Linked DNA regions of Sus scrofa: regions 1 and 3 are each linked to region 2. A link is a contact called in public HiChIP or PLAC-seq data. All regions are on one chromosome and are shown on one strand. The core of a region is the stretch at or near the end of the contact, and the rest is flanking DNA. Distances in the headings are between cores, read along the strand shown.

Region 1 (3,300 bases), core at 718-3,217, 580 kb after region 2:
GCAGTTTCTCTGCCTCAGGTCTCTCCACTCCCTTACAATCCTGCACACAGCCACCAAACTAATTTCCTAAACTACCAGTTCATTACATCACTTCCCACCTCAAAAATTTTGATGGCTCCCTACCTACTATTCTCTGGAAAAGCTGCAACTAAAAGCCAAAGCCCGGGCTAGCACGATCCTACTTTTATAACACAAGACTTGTTTCCTCCTAATGTCCCCAAGTAAATTCTCTAAGGGTCCAACTAGACTAATCTGCTCACTGTTCTCCCAACACGGACCAACTAACCTGCACACCTAGGCTAGACTATACCCACCCCTGCCCACCTTCTGCCCTTCCTTCAAAGGCCAGCCCAGACCCCTCTCCCATCTCTGCTCCGCAGCGAGCTCCTAAGACACGTCCTGCCAGTCTTCTGATTCTCTCAAACACACCGTTTTTTTTGCTGGCTACACTCTTCTGGCATCTTAATTCGCTCCAACCACTCTGAATGCAGACCACGTTCCTTACACAGAGGGTCATCACTGTGCCCTGCCTTTAGTAGATCCTGGATATTTTTTAAACCAGAGGAGGGGTTCAAATCTGATGTATCCAAGTTAGGCAAGACAAGACTACCCAGCTTTGCCAATTCCTGTTTTTTCACAGTAAAGGGTATATTCAGCGTTCGCTACAAGACTGAAAATTTCCCGTATACACAGAGTAGCCAAGAGGAGAGAGCACGCCACCGGATGGCAAAAAAAACGTGCGTCCCATCCCGGTTCGTGCCACAACCTGCAATTGTGGGGAAATCACACAATCTCTCCGGGCCTCGGTTCTCAGGTGTGAAACAAGGGAGCTGCTGTGAAGGATCCTACGCATCTTCCGGCTCCCAAATTCTCCCTACAGGAAAGCCAACACTGGGCTACTCACTAAGTGCAGGCAGGCAAACTTTTACAGATCCCAATGCAGGGATTTCCTTATAATAGTGGAAACTCAGTTCGCACAGGAAAAAGCACGGCTGGGAAGAAGGTGAGAAGCGGTCGTCCTGGACTCGAATTCCTTTACCTCACGGCAAGGGACCGTCAGCCTCGGGTTCCCAGCCCCTCACTGGCAGACTCCCCCTGCCCCGAAGCGGCGCGGCCCAGCGCGGCTCCCGGGAGCGGGCCGGGGTGACTCGGCGCCCGTGCGCCAAGCCCCCCGCACTTGTGACACACGCCCCGTGACCCCGGGTCACAGCCTCCGTCCGCCCTCACCAGTCCGTAGGACGCCCTCCTCTCGGGCCAGACTCCTCGCTCTCTCCCCTCCAGCCACCCTTCTGGGCCCCAGGCGGCCTCAACACGGCCGTCCCGGCCCCGGCCCGCAGGACGGGGCGGCGTGAGGAGCGGCGGCGGCGGCTTTAAGTGCTGAATCACCACTTTGCAACCCGAGCTCCAAACCGCCGTGACCCACGGGCCCCGAGGGCCCGGACGCTCCGCTCCGCTTACCCACAGAGGCGCTCCAGGGGCGGCAGGCGTGCGCCGAGGACGGAGCGGAAGGTGCTGGGCAGCGCGGGGTGCAGCAGCCACGCTAGCCGGTACCGCATACCCCAGCGCAGCCGCCGGGATCACCGCGAACGCTTCCTTCTTGCGCCGGAGCCGGCCTTGCTCACTGCGCATGCTCAGTACGCAGCGCCGCGCCGCCTCCCGGGAGCCGCCGAACCGCGGTCTCTCCGGGTTTTGCCGGGAGCCCGACAGGGGCGGGGACGGCGGGCGGCCAAGGCCGGAGCTAGCGGGCTGGAAGGAGTCTCGCCGGGTGCTGCGGCAACCCAGCCACCAGGCTTCCCTGGGCGGGGAAGAGTCCGGCTGGGTCACGGCGGGCGCACGCGTAAGGGGAGCGATGTGTATCTGGCTGTGTTAGTGGAGGACTGGGAGCTCATGAATACCGTGAGGGCACAAGGGGCGGTGTTTCCCCAGGCGCCCCCGTTGGCTGTCGGCAGCAGCAGTACAGGTGTTGGAACAAGGTCAGCCGACTAGGCGACCTCACGGAAAACCAATCCGCGGCGGCGCGCGGCCCGCGGGCTCCCTCTAGAGCTCGGTAAGGGCGTGGACTGCGGGGTAGGGGCGAGGGAGAAGTTAGACCGAGGGTCCCTGAGAGGGAGGCCGGCACCCTGGATTTCCATCTGGGAAACCGGCAAAGTGGAGATGGGACAGGCTACAGCAAAATCAGACATTCGTGGGTTTACAAATCCAGAATAGAAACTACCATTCTGTGCTACTACTATATTTAAAAAAAAACAAACGCTCACGCATGAATGTAGTACTCCTACTGTTGTCAATGTATTTCAGTCCCTTTTTGCATCTGAGAACAATTTAATAGTTACAAATCTCACTTTCTGTTACATTCTTTTACTGGGGTCTTTAAGGAGAGCTCAATTAGGGTTAGCAATTTCCTGGTTTAAGTGCTTTTAAGTTGCTGATGTGGCAGACGAAGACTGCAGCCAAAAACAGTGCTTTGAATACTATTATTGCTTCAAATGGGAATTCAGGAGAAGGATCCTTTAAGGGGTTGCTTCATCAAAGAGGTACTCGGGGATCTTTTTTTCTTTTTTCCCCCCACCGCACCCATGGCATATGGAAATTCCCAGGCCCGGAATTGAGTCCAACCTGCATCTGTGACCTACACTACAGCTACAGCAACCCAGGATCCTTAACCCATTGCACCACAGTGGGAACACCTGGGAAATCCTTTCTATCATATAGTTTCAGCTAAAGGCAAATCTTGGAGGGATGAAAACCGAGGTAGCAAAGAAGAACTAATCCTAGTGCGTGTAAGGTAAAAATTCCACACTGTTACATTTTAGCTCCAGCCCATCTATCTGTATTGGCTTCCCGTGGATGCCATAACAAGTTACAACAAAATTAGTGACTTAACAGAAATTTTTTCTCTCACAGTCGGAAGGCCAGAAATCCAAAATCAGGATGTTGGCAGGGCTGCACTCCCTACAGAAGATCTTAGGGGAGAAACTCTGCTTTGCCTCCTTCAGCTTCTTTTTGGCTTGAGGCCGTATCACTCTAATGTCTGTCTCCACCTTTACAATGCCTTCTTCTCTGTGTGTCTTGTCTTCTTTTGTCTCACAAGGACATTTGTCATTGGATTTATAGCACAATCAGGTAATCCAGGATGACCCCATCTCATCCTTATCTTAATTACTTCTGCAAAGATAATTTTAACAAATAATAACACTTGAAGTCTCCTGGGATTAGGACCTAGACATTTCTTTTGGGGAGCCATTACCCCACATTTCCGCCTCTGCCCCCCACTTCCACCAATTCCATTTTCCACAGCTG
Region 2 (3,127 bases), core at 25-2,524:
GAGGCTGACAGCTGTGGCTCCAATTTGACCCCTAGCCTGGGAACCTCCATATGTCGTGGGTGTGGCCCTAAAAAGGAGAAAAAGAAAAAAAGAAAAAAGAACATCAGCTTAATCAGATTTTTGTCTAATTGCATAAACAGTGCCTAACAGAGTGTCTGGTATAGAGCAGGGACCAAACTAATATTTGCTGAGTGAATGAACAGTAAATATTATTACTAGCTTGGATGTCAGGCAAATTACCAACTTAGTTTTCCCACCTATAAAGTGAACATTAATACTTTCTTTACAGGATTGGCCTACAAATTATGTGAGATAACGCATGCCAAATGATTAGCACACAGTAGGTTCTTAAGTTAGTTTCTTTCCCTTTATGGTCTATAAACTCTTGTAAACTCTTGTAGATACATGACATCATTTTATTCCTATAGTAATTCTCATTAGCTTCATTTTACAGATGAGAAAGACTCAGGGATTGAGGCATAGCCTCTTCAGGTAATGAGTAGTCAATGGACAAGTTTTATGACACGATAAAAGCAGTGTTTCTTGAAGACTAATCTGTTGGAGGCCTGAAAGATTAGCTCAATTGAAGAAGTTGGAAAAATATCCCTTTGACAATTATTATAAAAATCAGGTTTAAGATAAGGGCCTGCACCAGGTGACAGAGAAATGTTTAAAAGACTAATAAGTTAAGCAATTGAATAGATGCATAAGCAAATAAATATAAACATAAATGGCTGAGAATTTTCAAATCTGATGAGAAAATGACGGGACCAAAAAGAGAAACAATTAGGAAACCAAACTTGGCAAAATGGCTGGCAGAAGACCTTTCCTCCAGTGCCCATGCAGAACATATGGCAGGAATATGGCAAACATTTGGGCCGTGTCTTCAGAAGTACCGTCGCAGATCTTTCTGGATTTCACCCTTCCCTCTGGCACTGCCACCCGGACTAGAGAGTTCTCTGGTCCCTCGGATATTGCTTTCTCTAGGAAAATCCGGTGGGACAAAAATGGGGCTGGAGGAATCAGAAACATAGGTTTTGAACTTCCAGAACCCGGGCTACAGAGTCTTTTTTCCTTTTTTAGAAAATTAAGGGGACTCTTACTTCTCCTCTCCTGCCTCCTCTGAAGACTAACAATCCCCTTCTGATGGGCACCACGAGCTAGTTCGCAGGCGCGCGCCGCCGGGGGAAGCCTCTCGCACTCCTTTGGCTCAGCGGCCAAGCGGAAACCCTCGCGGGGGCTGACGTCACTTCCGGCGCGCTGACGCTCAGTCCGGCGTGCCGACGCCTACGTCAGCAAAGAGCGGGGCTGGGGGCACCCGGTTTGAAGTCGTGCGGGTCGGAGGACTGCCGCCTCCGACTCTGTCTCAGACCTTTGCGCCCCGGCCGCGGTGGGTACGAGCTCGGGTAGGCGGCGGGGCAGATGCCCGAGGGCCCGCGCCAGGACGCCCCTCGCCGCACTGGCCGCTCCCTTTTGCTTCGGGGCCTGGGCCTGCGCCGCTCTGCTCTCTGGAAACTAGCGCCTCCGCGGCGCCGCGGGTCGCTCGCGGCGAGCTCCGAACCGCCGGCGCCCGGCCATGGCGGTCTCCAGGTAAGTCTAGCTCTTCCCGAGCCGACGGTAAATCGGCCCGGCCGAGGCACAGTCTCCTCTCGGTGCACCCACTCCTAGAAAGGAGCGGTTCCCATTGTCACTGGGCTCGGGCGCCTTCCTCCCCACACTCAGGAGTTTTCCCCTTGGTCTGCGAGGGTTTTGGCTCTGGTTACTTCTCCTAAATCGGTTAAAAAAACGTCTCTTTCTTGTTGAATACAGCCTTTGGCACGTTAGAGCTAGTTTTTCTCTTTCCTCACCATGTTTCTCATCTGTGGTTTCTCTTCCCTCTTTCAGTTCTAGGAGAGTCTCTTCTCTTTCATAGTATTCTAAGGCCGATCCCTAACCTCCATTTCACGGGAAAACTTGGTAGTAACTGTCGACGTCGGGGAGGTTTGAGTTACTATTATCCAAATGACCTTTTAATTATGTGAAAATTTTTTCTTTACGTCTTTAGGGATATGTTCTTTCCTTGGGACTTTTTTTTTACAATACAAAATAATTCTTCCTTTTGTTTGGCAGTACCTACTCGATCGTCAGCGTTGTAATCTGTAGCAAATTATTGAATCGGCATCATCTTCTTAACCAAGGCGCGAAAGATGGATCGCAAATCTTAAATTATTTTAAAGTGATGCCCATCAGTAGCAAAGTCTAGGAAAACTGTAGGAAAACCAGCAAGACATTTATTTGTATAGCTATAGGAGGAACTTCTTTCCTCCAGTATTAAAGAATGGTGGGAATACATTTTGGCAGAGGCTCGATGTTAGTGGGCATATGGACATGTAAATAGGGGATAGTCTTTCTCAGAGCAGTCAGAAAGATTGAGCAAGTTTATTGTTAGTTTTCATGAGTAGTTTTCTACCACATAGACTGAAGGGGGAAATGATGACAGTTCAGAAAACATCGTTTTTATTCATTTTTCATAGTTGAGCACATTCCTATTTTGCAAGTGAAAAGATAACCCATCCCTTGCATACTCTCCAGATAAATTATGAAAGAGCGTGTGGGAGAAACACATGAGAATTGGGTTGCAAGATAACTGTAGCAGGGGCATCCAAGTTTTATTTCATAGATTAGTTGAATTCATTAATGTGAGGAGGTTCTTATTTTGTGATTTATAAAAATACCTTGAGAGAATACAAGTAATGTTTTCAGTTTTTGCAAATACAGGAAGGTGTATATTTTAATTGGTTGCCTATAATGTGAATATATAGATATATATGTTATAAACACATTGATACATAAACTTAATATGGAATTCTGTTTATAAGATGATACAGTGTTTAAAGGAATGAGCAGCTCTTGAAATTTCCTTCTTGTGCAGATTGAATATTTTCGTAGTACTAGATGTAGTGACAAAATGAAAGTTGTATAGCAACAAAATGAAAGTTTAGGAGTTCCCGTCATGGCTCATGGGAAATGAATCTGACTAGGATCCATGAGGACACAGGTCCGATCGCTGGCCTCCCTCAGTGGGTAAAGGATCCGGCGCTGGTGTGAGTTGTAGTGTAGGTCATAGACTTGGCTTGAATCTGGCATT
Region 3 (3,352 bases), core at 779-3,278, 600 kb after region 2:
AAAAGAGATTTTGACTAGAGTGGGTAGAGGTGATAAAGGCAACAGGGCTGCACTGGACAGGGAGAACAAAGGAATCAAACATCTGGTTAGCGCCAGGTGTCTAAATGAGAGAGAGTAGGGTAGAGGCAAGTGGGATAAAGAGTCCCGTTTTGGATAGGTTCATAGTGAGATGCTGGTGAGCCATCTAGGAGGAGATACTGATCTTGGAGGGACAAGTGAGTGATGGCTTGAAGCGACATCTTAATTCTCTGCTTAAGAATTAAAACTGGGTAGCCTGGATGAAAACTGGGAATACTAGCCACTAGGCCAGATAGAGGCTAGAAGCAGAATTGCCCTGATTCTTGCTCCCTGTTGAAAGCAAGACTGTTTTAAGGAGAAAAAAAGACTGTAAAAACAGGTAAAAAGTTTATTCTTAGAGTCACAGTACAACATGGGAGAGCACACAGAGAAGCAGTTTATTTAGGTCAGAAGCAAAGAAGTAATACTCTAAAGAGGAGTAAGGGTTCGGGCATCCCCCTGAGTGAAGAGCCCACCAGAGAGGTGATTTAAATCACTTATATAGGACAGTTCTTCCCCGTCTTTGTTTTCCTTTGGCCAATTTTCTTGTTTTATTTCTCATACCTGACTGGTCATAGGCTCCTTCCCGATATGCATGCACATCTTTTGGTCAAGATGGATTCCAGAGCAAAGAGTTCTGAGATGGTATCAAGACATATTATGGCCTGGCACACCCTTCCTTTTTGACTCCTAGGAGTCTTACTGTGCATGTGTAATTGGGGAGAACTTCTTGATCCAAGAAGCGATTGAGGTGGTCATTTTATCTTTCTACTCTAGCAGACCTCAGTTCCTACAATTAACTTTCTCCTCGAAGTGTCAAAGAGAAACAAGGCACCATTTACTCTAACAAGTCCCAGCTATTCTCAGCCCAGGGGCCCATCTTCCTCCTACCTCAATATCAGTAGGCATTTGGCTATGCATAGCGGGGAAAACTATCCGTCTAAGCTATCACAGATGCTTCCTTAGGGGAATGATAGGAGGTTATTATGCAGAGGAACACTAAGGGGCTGAGAGCTTTACACCTCATCTGGCTGTCACTTAAGAAACTACAATTTCATCTAGGTTCCCAGGGTATAAATGTGGCCCAGAAGCTCAGTTTCCAGAGCGGACTACAGCATAGGCCCATAATTTATTATTTCCTGGATCCGAGACCTACGTCTAAACTGTTGGTGTCACTCCAAGCACTGCCGAAATGGGCCGGAGTACGCCTACGGAGAGCTGGAGGGGTCCAGGCAGCGTTGCCTGCTGGGATTTGTAGGCTGACTGCTGCGAGTAGGCGTTCGCGCAACCTCCTTGAGATGCCCGCTGGATGCAGCGCCACGTCCCAGGAGGGGAGCGCGACCTGAGCCTGCAAGTTACTGCAGAAGAGTTGTCAGGAAATGCGAATCTGATCCTACTTTCTTGCTTGGAATCATTTGGCAATGACGTTTTCTCATCAGTTAAAGGATAAAGATAAATTCATGTCCTAAAATGACATGCAGTGTCCTTGCATCACGATTTTGGTAGCTTCTTTGGTAACCCGTGGTAGCCTCACCTTAACACGTCCTAATTATTCTTTAGGACTACTCTGGACGCTCCCTCCGAGAAACGGGCTCGCTTTGGACCTCTCTCTTCTGTGCTTCACAGCATTTTATTACAATCCTCTAAAAATAATTAAAATCACCTCCAGCTTTCCTGAGGGCTTACATGTTCTAGTCTAAGCTATTTACCCGCACTAGCTCATTGATTCTCACACGACTCTCTGAGACGGTTGCTCTTATTTCCATTTTGCAGATAAGGAAATTTTGGTTTAGAGACGGTTATGTAATTCGAGTAAGGCCACAGTGAAGCGTAAGACTATTTACAGCATTTGTCCCACTAGACTAAGGGTTCTGGGCGAGCAAATACGGACCCGCTTTTCACTTTCCCGCGGCCACGCCCTCGGGGTGGAATCGGATGACGACACCATATCCCATGGTGCCTTGCGCGCCCGCGCTGCAATTGGCCAGGCGACTTGGTCTTCTTTTTCAAATTGAGGCGCCGAGTCGTTGCTTGGTTTCCTGGGCTTAGGCGGAGACTAGGTTGGAGGTTCGAAGGCTCCGGATAGTGCCGGACACAAGTGCGGCCAGAGTCCCTGGTGGAGAGCGATTTTCCCGCCTACGGGCAGCACCTGGCAGGGAAGGAGATCACCCAGGTCCACGACGCTGCAGAGCCACTCCACGCCCTTGGGCGCAGGAGTCTGAGACCAGGCCTTGATTTTCGGCGGGGACAGTCATGGCGTCTCAGCCGAATTCCTCTACGAAGAAGAAAGATGAGAAGGGAAAGAATATCCAGGTGGTGGTGAGATGCAGGTAGGGCGAGCCTGGCTGGATTCCCAGCTCCGGGCTTTGCTGTGGGGCTCCCTCCTGCGCGGTTGGAGGAGAGCGATTTTGTTTGCAGCTTTTGAAGGAACCAGACCTTCCTATTTCATAGTTCCCCGCGTTCAGTTCGGTAAAATAACACCAGGTTGCTGCGGCGAGTAAATTAGTGTTTTCAGAAGAAAGGATATTTGTGTCTGACTTTGTAGTTTAAGCAGCTATGGAGAATTGATTGCTGTTCTTTGTTGAAAAGAGCTTTTTTTTTTTTTCCTTTCAAACTGTCGACAGAGATTTAGGCGTCACTTTTATATGTCACTCCTAACAGTTGGTCAGTTTGGAAATAAGACTGCACACCTACTTTGCAAATGTTTTAACATTTGTCTTGGGATTATCATACTTCATAACCTCTAAAAACATATTCAGTCACCTGTTCTCTTTATTCTAAATGAAATATTTCCTTAATCCCTATTAAACAAACAGCGCTGTATTTAACGTTTTAAAATTAAGTCGTAGAGTGAGTTTGTTTTTAAAAGATCGAGGAGACAACTTAAGTTGTACTGTACTTGGTCTTCTCTTGTCCAAAGGAGAAGGCTTTTTCCCAGTGGGTGGGTGAAGGTGTTCTACTCTCCCTCGATTAGTTTCCATATCACTTCCCGATTTTAAAATGAACTAGGAGAGGAAAAACATACTTGTACAAATTGCTTAATTGGATTTATTCAGCTTTTTAGAGGCCCTTTACAGTTTACTGGTGTATGTGTGTTTTGTGTGTCTATTTTTGTTGTTATTGTTTCAAAAACTCTGCCATCAGCAACTTTCATGGAAATCCAAACATATTCTAAAATTAAAAGGTTATTTTCAAAGTGTATCAACAAACTTTCTTAGGTTATTGCCTACACAGCTTTGGTGACTTGAATTGTTGATATCAAAGGTAATAGCTTTTTAAACTGGATGCCAGAGAG

Evidence for each region. HiChIP or PLAC-seq counts read pairs in DNA pulled down with a chosen protein or histone mark.
Region 1: an H3K27ac HiChIP or PLAC-seq map of alveolar macrophages shows a contact between it and region 2. The contact joins the promoter of IDE here to the promoter of BTAF1 in region 2. A contact is called at or near these places in 1 of 47 Hi-C or Micro-C datasets (psoas muscle) and 2 of 2 datasets of contacts at active chromatin or transcription factors (alveolar macrophages and skeletal muscle).
Region 3: an H3K27ac HiChIP or PLAC-seq map of skeletal muscle shows a contact between it and region 2, with 5 times the contacts expected there. The contact joins the promoter of KIF11 here to the promoter of BTAF1 in region 2. A contact is called at or near these places in 1 of 5 promoter capture datasets (fetal liver), 1 of 47 Hi-C or Micro-C datasets (heart right ventricle) and 1 of 2 datasets of contacts at active chromatin or transcription factors (skeletal muscle).

The regions. Positions count from the first base shown.
Region 1 is chr14:104,104,604-104,107,903 of Sscrofa11.1, forward strand. IDE (insulin-degrading enzyme) reads right to left here and starts at 1,968. Exons shown (of 25, transcript XM_001925381.7): 1 at 1,459-1,968. The coding sequence starts at 1,556.
Region 2 is chr14:103,529,472-103,532,598 of Sscrofa11.1, forward strand. BTAF1 (TATA-binding protein-associated factor 172) reads left to right here and starts at 1,275. Exons shown (of 38, transcript XM_003359291.5): 1 at 1,275-1,590. The coding sequence starts at 1,577.
Region 3 is chr14:104,123,811-104,127,162 of Sscrofa11.1, forward strand. KIF11 (kinesin-like protein KIF11) reads left to right here and starts at 2,029. Exons shown (of 22, transcript XM_003133148.4): 1 at 2,029-2,387. The coding sequence starts at 2,311.